2 separate regions of the Bicyclus anynana genome follow, and region 1 is linked to region 2. The links are chromatin contacts, called in public Hi-C maps. All regions are on one chromosome and are shown on one strand. Each heading gives the region's core, a stretch centred on a gene start, on an enhancer-like site or on the middle of the called end of the contact. The rest is flanking DNA. Distances are from core to core; before and after follow the strand shown.

Region 1 (4,782 bases), core at 1,692-4,191, 50 kb before region 2:
ACAAGTGTTATGACTTCAAGTTTGGTTTCTGATGTTTGACTTCGAGCAGTTGTGGGTAGTTCTCGACGATGGACAGGAGTATGCCGTCGATGTAGTCCCGCAATTGAACGTTCACGTCCTGTTGTTCTTTTAGAGCCTTTTGTAACTGCAAAAGAAATAACAATTTTTTTTTTTAAACAGAATTTTTGTAAAGTAATTTATAGCCCTGACAAAATAATAAAAAACCGGAAAAAAATAAATAATATATTTTACTAGTATTTTTATGCATAGACACATACCAAAAAGTGTGTGTCACCCTCAATCTAGGTTTTTTATTATTCTGGTTAGGCTATAAAATAAATCAGGGTATGTGTGTCCTTGGTCTAAATTTTCAAAAAAACTATACTTGTTTGCCTATTTATAATTAAATATATTAAAAAAAATCAACATATTTGTATATGGCTTGTACGTTAGAATGAAAATTTAAACCAGGGGCATGTAAGCTGACCTTTACGGTAATTTGACCATTTTAGGTATTTTAACAGAAAGGACAAAAGGGTGTCGTGCGAGAAATAAAACGTGTGTATGACAGGATCTTGCTTGTTCAAAACGTAAAATAAAATATCATAAAGTGAAAAAGGTACTAAAAACAATATTAATTTAATGAATACTAAAACTATTGCGCTTTGAATCGACACTCCCATAGTATATAATAACACCCGTTTTTGATATGGCGAAAGCAAGGCAGCCGAGGCAAATGAAATCAAAGAATTGCATGCGTTTCCCGTACATTCTACTTCTAGTAATGATGAATTAAAAAAAATCATGCAGTTAGGCTAGGTACATGACATGCACACACATTAAGTGTAAACGGCGTACCTTTTCCAACTCTATGCTGTGATCTGTGTGTGTGCTACCATCGAGCTGCAAAAACGCATATTAAATAAATTATGTAGCTTCGCAAATCATACATCATATGGCTTGCCCTTAATTGCCCTTATTATGAGATTATACACCTCGCGAGCATCAATATTGTATTAGAGATTTAAGAGACTTCAGAGTCTTAGATTTAATTAAATCCTTCCATCAAATGCTAAATTTAACGCCACAAATGCTGCGTCAACGCACTAATTGCTACGTCAACGCCGCGATTGCTACGTCAACGCCGCGATTGCTACGTCGACGCCGCGGACGCTACATCAACGCTACGAACGTTACGTCAACGTCGCGAACGCTACGTCAACGCTACAAAAGTTACGTCATCGCAACGGACATTAGTACCCAAACTTTAATCTATTTATTACAGTTAAGGTTTTTTTATTATTAATCCATTATTCACATTCTGTGATTGGTCACATGCAGTGTTAAAAATGTATACCCGTCATTTAATATCTTGAAGTGGCAGGTATGGGCAATACAGAATTTATTCAGATTTAGTTAATGATTTACTAATTAATTAATACTGAAATGTGCTCGCGAAATGTCTATCTTATGGGTAATAGGCTTTATAACTCTATCTTCTCTAAACGTAATAGTGAATAAAGTTTCCTTTTGCATGGAATGATATTAACGATGTGCAAATCTATCATCGAAATGTCATTTCCATACAAATTGGATTTCATTTCACCTTTTAGCTTACAGAAAATAGTCCTTGTTTTTTACACCCCCCGATAAGCAAAGCGATGTAAAGTATTGTTGACATGGTTCACATATTAATTTTAACACAGCAAAGCTGTTTTAAAAACGTGAGATATGATAATGAAAACAAAACATTATTAAATTATCATTTAAATAATGAGATAAGAGACTTTCGTGAAATGGGAATGATAAAGAAAATTAATGGAAATCGCTTGTATTAGTGTTGAAATGAAAATCATTCAAAATGCTAGATTATCTCAAACTTATTGGGGGTAAGATAATTTTGTTATATTTATTTTTTATTCATTTTTATCGTATTTGCTTTACCCAGGTCTCATTACTTACATTAATTACCTACTTATTTACTTACACCCAATTAGTTTTTTTTTGACTAATAAGATACTATGTATTCATCTTCAAGGGACAAGATTTTTGAACGTTAAAATTTGTATACTGCATATACCGCATCGGATGTGATAAACTCAAAAGCATCATTTTTTTTTATCTTTCACAAAAGTATGATCAGTTTTCCCCATGAATGATCTTTTAAAGGCTGTATTAAGCGATATACTACTACTACTTGTTTATGGTTTGATATGGAATATTTACCTCGTGATCGCTCATTTGCGAGAGTTCGTGCGCTAGGGAGTTAGTGGCCACCAGCGGTCCGCTTACTCCGTCGAGCAAGCTGCGTCCTTCTTCTACGCCGCGGGTTAGGATTTGAGCTTGAAGCTCCTCTTGAGCTTCTGTTAGAGCTGAAATATGCAATAGTTTATTAAAGAACAGAGTTAATGTATTTAGTGGGTACTATCTATTAATGAGTTAAAGTTACTGAATTTCAATTTCTGAGTGCCTTCATTGTGCCTACTTGAATTAAACGAATTTTGATTTTTAGGAGAGTTCCTAAAAATTAAAATTCGTTTAATTCAAATAGGCTAAGTTCACAATCACTTTCACAACATCAACTTTGTTTGTTTATAGGGAGGTAAGTTATAGTTGGTAGCTTACGCTAAGAACTGATTTTGCAAGTGAGCATTGCATTTGCATTTGTTACTCAATTACGATATGTACCTTTGTTTTGCTTACGAAGCAACATCAGCTGTTGACTCAGCTCATCAAGACGCGGCTCTGAGCGTTCTTATCTCGAGATTCTACGTACGAAGCAACGTCACGTCTCAGCTCGTCGAGGAACTGCACTGAGCGTCCTTAGCTCGAAATAAGCGGAAGCAAGCTGTGCTTGAACATGTGTTACTTACATTTGTTCTGCGTACGGAGCAACGTCAGCTCTTGTCTCAGCTCGTCGAGGCGCGGGTCGGGCGGCGGCGGCGGCGCGGCTCGGAGCGTCCGCAGCTCCAGCTGAGCGGAAGCGAGCTGCGCTCGGACGCTGTCGGCCGCTTCCCGCTCGCGGCGTTCCGCTTCCCGAGCGGCGCTCAGCTGCGCTGCGAGCTCGCCCGCTGCTTCCTGCGCCTCGCGGGCGCTGCGGGTGCCGATGTCGGCGTTTGCGCGCAACGTCTCTGCTACGCCTCGTAGCCGGCCAACCTAAAAACATAATAAAATAATGTAAACCTATTGGAATAATAGCTAATCGTGACAAAGCGTAAATTTATCCTTTTCAAGTAAGTATCTATACTAGAGCCTTTCTTGATGAGTACTGTTTACCAACAAACAAATTAGAAATGAAGGTAGAAAACGCATGTCATTTTATAACTTATTTATTTCAAATTATATACGGTTTGTTTACTTATAAAATAAAATTTATTTTCATTAATTTAAGATCAGGTTAATTATAATTATTATTAGGAGTGAAATGACCATTAATTTATACCCTCATTTTGAAATTGTTTTGTTGGTACATTAATCATACAGAAAGGCTGTAGTATATTACCTATAAGTGTTGGCACGAATCTTTAGCGCAATTGTTGCACAGAAATCAAAAATAAGGTATAATGTTTTTTCCAGTGTCTGCGTGGTATTTATACATTATAGAAGTATTTATATGTAGTGTATGAATATTATAATATCAACTATCTTAGTACCCATAACACAAGCTACTCTGTATGCTTATTTAGGGGCTAGATAGCGATGTGTATTGTTTAAGTATATTTATTTATTTAATGAGAGCTAGCGGCTAGAGGGACGAAAACTAAATAAGATAAGGACTAGACACGAGAGGGACGAATGCTAAATAAGATAAGGGCTAGAGGGACGAATGCTATATAAGATAAGAGCTTGAAGGACGAAGGCTAAATAAGATAAGGACTAGAGGGACGAAGGCTAAATAAGATAAGGAGTAGAGGGACGAATGCTAAATAAGATAAAGGGTAGAGGGACGAAGGCTAGATAAGATAAGGGCTAGAGGGATGATGGGCGAACGTGCATTCTTCGGCTTCGATTGGCTCTCCAGTCGTATGCCGTCCCCTGCACTGATACGACATCCCAAGCACGTCTATAGTGTACTGTGTGCGACAGTACCAATGCCCTCCGTTTTCAGTGCTACTATGTAGAGAAAGTCTGCAGTAGCAGTACAGTATGTGGAGAATGTCTGCGGTGGCAGTACAGTATATGAAGAATGTCTGCGGTGGTAGTACAGTATGTGGAGAATGTCTGCGGTGGCAGTACAGTATGTGGAGAATGTCTGCGGTGGCAGTACAGTATGTGGAGAATGTCTGCGGTGGCAGTACAGTATGTGGAGAATGTCTGCGGTGGCAGTACAGTATGTGGAGAATGTCTGCGGTGGCAATACAGTATGTGGAGAATGTCTGCGGTGGCAGTACAGTATGTGGAGAATGTCTGCGGTGGCAGTACAGTATGTGGAGAATGTCTGCGGTGGCAGTACAGTATGTGGAGAATGTCTGCGGTGGCAGTACAGTATGTGGAGAATGTCTGCGGTGGCAGTACAGTATGTGGAGAATGTCCGCGGTGGCAGTACAGTATGTGGAGAATGTCCGCGGTGGCAGTACAGTATGTGGAGAATGTCCGCGGTGGCAGTACAGTATGTGGAGAATGTCCGCGGTGGCAGTACAGTATGTGGAGAATGTCCGCGGTGGCAGTACAGTATGTGGAGAATGTCCGCGGTGGCAGTACAGTATGTGGAGAATGTCCGCGGTGGCAGTACAGTATGTGGAGAATGTCCGCGGTGGCAGTACAGTATGTGGAGAATGTCCG
Region 2 (4,533 bases), core at 766-3,265:
CAAACCTGAGTCAGCTGTTTTTGTTTGTTTACATAGTTTAAAATACCTACTCAATCTGACTATAGTTTCATTAATCTTTTCAGTGTACAAAATTAAACCACGTCTTAGTCACTGAGGAGTGGATGACTCCGACGTATGACCGAGTGCTCTGTTTTGCCTCTGAGTAAACGTTTATTAGTAATTCGTTTTGAACAATGCCTTTATGCACTGGCTACCGCCTCATTTATTTTTTACTAGCTGACGCGTCGCGGTTTCACTCACGTGGTTCCCGTTCCCGTAGGAATACGGAGATAATAAATAGCCTATAGTCTTCCTCGATAAATGGGCTATCTAACACTGAAAGAATTTTTTAAATCGGACCAGTAGTTACTCAGATTAGCGCGTTCAATCAAACAAACAAACAAACAAACTCTTCAGCTTTATAATATTAGTATGCCTTATGCCTTTATGCAGGTTTTTTTACTTTATGAAATTTGACGGAATTTTCAAAGCTATTCTTGCATTGCGAATTGTCTAATCTCTATTTATACTAGATACTATTTTAGAGAGGTAAAGTTTGTGAGATTGTAAGGAGTAAATAATATTTGAATTGACTTACAACACTGAAAATAACACAGGTTTTGTGTTATTTTCAGTGTTATCTCACAAATAATGTAATTTTACAACGTATTTTTTGTTGACCTGACCCATATTCGAACCCTGGACCTCGTTGTCCGTAGTTGTGTTTTCAGTGAATTAGTTTGACAGTTATTTGTTGAATATAACCCAGAACATTGAGGTAACGCAGGATGATGGGAAGAAGTGTCGTTTCTCCGTTAAAAAATGTTAGTAGGGGGTTCCTCAAGGATCTATTTTAGGTCCACTTTAATTTATCTCATACTGTGCAAATATTACTGATAATATTGAGAGTTGTAAATACCTTTTATATGCCCATGATTTCCTTTTGAGCCACATGAATGTAATTTGGCGGTACAGAGATTAAATGAGGATCTTCAACTGATAGCAGATTGGTCTCACAAAAATTCGTTAGCTTTGAATTTTTTACCTTCAAGGAAAATTCCATTCACAACGACCTCGTACAGGTACCTACTTATAATAGCAGATAACACCGGAAGGAAATTGACATAACTCCACTTTTATCACTAAAACAATGACATACCAATGACACACCATAGGTAATTACAATTAGTAATTACCTAACCTGTTTTCCAAGAAAATGAGATAATTTTCGGGGAAACTTGTTTTTAATCGCGAATTTTATACCTACCTGGTTGGTTTTTTGCAGTATTCATTCGCAAGTTTCGGTAGAATTTTGTCTACATATGACTCAAACATTGAATTTGTAGACCACAAACTTAGTTTGAGGCACAACTAAATAAAAATAATATATTCAATTTGTGAGTCAAGGGAAAATTTAAGATTTATAGTATAAAATTGATATCCGTATTCATTTTATCCAAAACTGCGGCTTACTTCCTGATACCCTCTAACATTTAAAAGTAACGTGGATGTATTTATGTGTCTGGAATAAAAAAAACATGTACCTAATGTTTTTGTTAATTTTATTGGTTTCATAATGAAGCTAAACAAGCATTGTGTTGAGAGAGCAGAGTTGCCATCCTTTATGTAAAATATCACATTTTACATAAAGAATGACAACTCTAGATAATATACTTGTAGTAGGCAAGATTAAGGCATATATCTCATCTCATTCATTGACCTATTTAAAAATTACCACTACATGAAAAAATATGCATACAGCTAAACGAAGAACCTCCTGATTGGATATCGGTTGAAAATTACCTTTTCTTCTTTAGTCATTCTAGTCTAATGTTCCATGGCCCCATGGATATACTTATAAAAGAAAAACTCTTAATAGGTCGGTATATTGATATCAGAAGTGGATGTATGGGAATTAGGACTTACCTTATAATTGAGGCCTTGTACATCCTCCTCTAGCGAGACGTCAGAGTACATGTCGTCAGCCGGCTCCCCACCCGACCCGCACCCGGACGAGTTGAAGGACGACGACCGGTACAATTGGCTAAAACAATAATAATGCACTCCATTACCTAGTCACAGCCGTCAGGACACCTCAGGAAAGAATTTTGAATTAAACGTTTGAATTAACTTCATACTAGTGGCGCCATCTATCAGATGTTGTGCGAGTAAAATTTAGCGCCATCTATCAGATGTTGTGCGAGTAAAATTTAGCGCCATCTACATTCAGTTTGTGGTACTACGTTGTAGTATGAACGATAAAGTTCGCCGGTGTTTCAATAGATGGCGCTGTTATTAAAAATTACAAAATAAAGGTGAAGGGCCCGGTCTCACCGAGAAGTGGTCATGGGTTCGATTTCAGTTGGATTATTGTCGGAACCACTCCCAACACTGTCATTGGAATTAAATGAAAGGAAAGGTATCATTTTCATTGTCTACTTTACAGGTTATGGGTTTCTTTTAAAAACGATAACTAATATTACAATTGGTTATAAAATATTAAGAATATATTTACCTAGCTAAGACATTGGAGCCGATTTGTCGCTTCCCAGAGCTGAAACAATTACAACAAGAATTAAAACAAGATATTCAACATTAATGATCTGCTGAGCAATATTTTTTTTAGTAGGTACGTATTGTGTTTTTTCGTAAAACTTGCCGACCTAACTCGTTATAAATAAATAATAAAAATCACATTCAAGTCCGAGCCTGTATAGAATGCTGTAGTTATTTGTTATTATTTATTTTTAAAGATTTTAGTATTATATATCGTTTTTTATATTGTAGAAATTTTGTGTGTAATAAATTGTCAGTCTTGGAATTTTCATTAAGCCGCAATGTTACCAATTAATAATAGTTGTTGTTTAATTTACTAATCAGGGAGTTTAAGGTTTAGGTTTATAAAGGAGATGGTCCATTTCAGGTCCACTCTTTTACCTCGTATCATTAAAATTTAAAAAATACAAGGATTTTATTAAAATGTAAATGACATGACATGATAATTGACAGCAAACGTCAAATCGACTACTGCATTAAAAACGTCATCAATGCGCCATTATTACCCATAATAGTGTTGCATTTCTTGGGAGAGAATGAATATTATTTCGAAAGAATCATAGTCAATTCGTAGATTTGTATAGTCAAAAATATTCGAAAAAAATATTTTCTTTTATTTCCGCCAGGGTACAATGACTGATCCTAGGCTCCATACAATTTTAGACCATCTCCTTTAGCTGTTTTCGAGTTATCGGTTGTCTAATAAACTATATTGTATGTATGAACTATATTATATAGGAAGAAGGAAATATGTTATTTGGTATTTCTCGGAACATTATCGCTTTTGTGCATCTGTTAGTGTAGTCGGTAATTACAGTTGTCAGTTATATAAACTAGAATGATTTATAGATGCAGACGCAGTATAATATTTGCTTCTTGAATAAGTAGGTATATTCTAAATAAATATCTAAGCAGAATGTACTCCCGATATACTATACTATATATACATAAGGGTTCCTTGTGGAATACGGAACCCTAAAAACGCTTCGAATTGAGACCCTCCTCCTTTCTTTGAATTCGATAATAAAACAAAACTATACAATCCACACGTCAACTTTGCGTGGGCTGAATGTAACATTGAGAACAACAAATTCACAAAATGTTAAGTAAACTTGTAAATACCAAGGTTGTTGAGTTTACAAATGGCAGTTAAGTGGATCTCTTTTTGAAATTATTTCAAATATTGCGATAGATTTATAAATGGAAACCTGAATTATTTTACGATTTATGAGTATATGGGCTTGCGTAATTGGACTGAATTTTTGAAACTGCACTTTTAATATACACGTACGTATATGATAGATTTACTTACATCATACATATTTGTTCGTATCTATATTATTATTATAAAGCTGAACAGTTTGTTTGTTTGGTTGAACGCGGTAATCTCAGGAACTACTAATCCGATTTGAAAAATTCTTTCAGTGTTAGATAGATATCGAGGAAGCATATCCAATATACATTATCCCCGTATTCCTACGGGAACAGGAACCACGCGGGTGAAACCACGCAGCGTCAGCTAGTAATTTTATAAAGAGGAAAGATTTTATTATATTATTTGTTTGTTTGCATTGAATATGCTCTGAACCTACTGACCAGCTTTGAAAAATTCTTTCACTACTTTTAAAGTTGCATTTGTAAAAATTGGTATGTATGTATGTATAGGTAATGTTATTCAATATTTTGCAAATTCTACCCCTAAAGGGTTAAAAAGGGGTTCCATATAAATCGTTCATATTTTGACTTATAGTTTTGTAAAACATTAATGAACTATTATATTATAAAACATGCGACAATATAAATAGAAGAGGGTGAAATTGGGGGTTGAAAGTTTCTATCGATTTCCACGCGGGCGAAGTATAGAATATGAAAGCCTAAAAATTACAAAAGAAATGATTGGACGTATCGCACTGCATCGCTTTCTTACGTTTCACGCAGTGAATGCATTCGTACTCGTATCTATAAGACTACATCGAT

What was found. Hi-C and Micro-C count contacts between places; a contact is called where the count stands out from the background.
Region 1: a Hi-C map of whole body shows a contact between it and region 2, with 4 times the contacts expected there. The contact joins two enhancer-like sites. A contact is called at or near these places in 2 of 2 Hi-C or Micro-C datasets (whole body and whole larva).

The regions. Positions count from the first base shown.
Region 1 is chr15:11,394,565-11,399,346 of ilBicAnyn1.1, reverse strand. LOC112054155 (rab11 family-interacting protein 4A) reads right to left here. Exons shown (of 14, transcript XM_052885839.1): 11 at 2,874-3,156; 12 at 2,227-2,372; 13 at 859-903; 14 at 1-145. The coding sequence ends at 8. Among protein-coding and RNA genes, the nearest start is that of LOC112054158, 14 kb to the left of the region's middle. Within about 2 kb of position 2,941, at least 4 of the 8 cell types and tissues checked have open chromatin away from gene starts, as enhancers often do.
Region 2 is chr15:11,344,328-11,348,860 of ilBicAnyn1.1, reverse strand. It overlaps LOC112054155 (rab11 family-interacting protein 4A), which reads right to left. Exons shown (of 14, transcript XM_052885839.1): 7 at 2,516-2,554; 8 at 1,927-2,044. Among protein-coding and RNA genes, the nearest start is that of LOC112054158, 65 kb to the left of the region's middle. Within about 2 kb of position 2,015, at least 8 of the 8 cell types and tissues checked have open chromatin away from gene starts, as enhancers often do.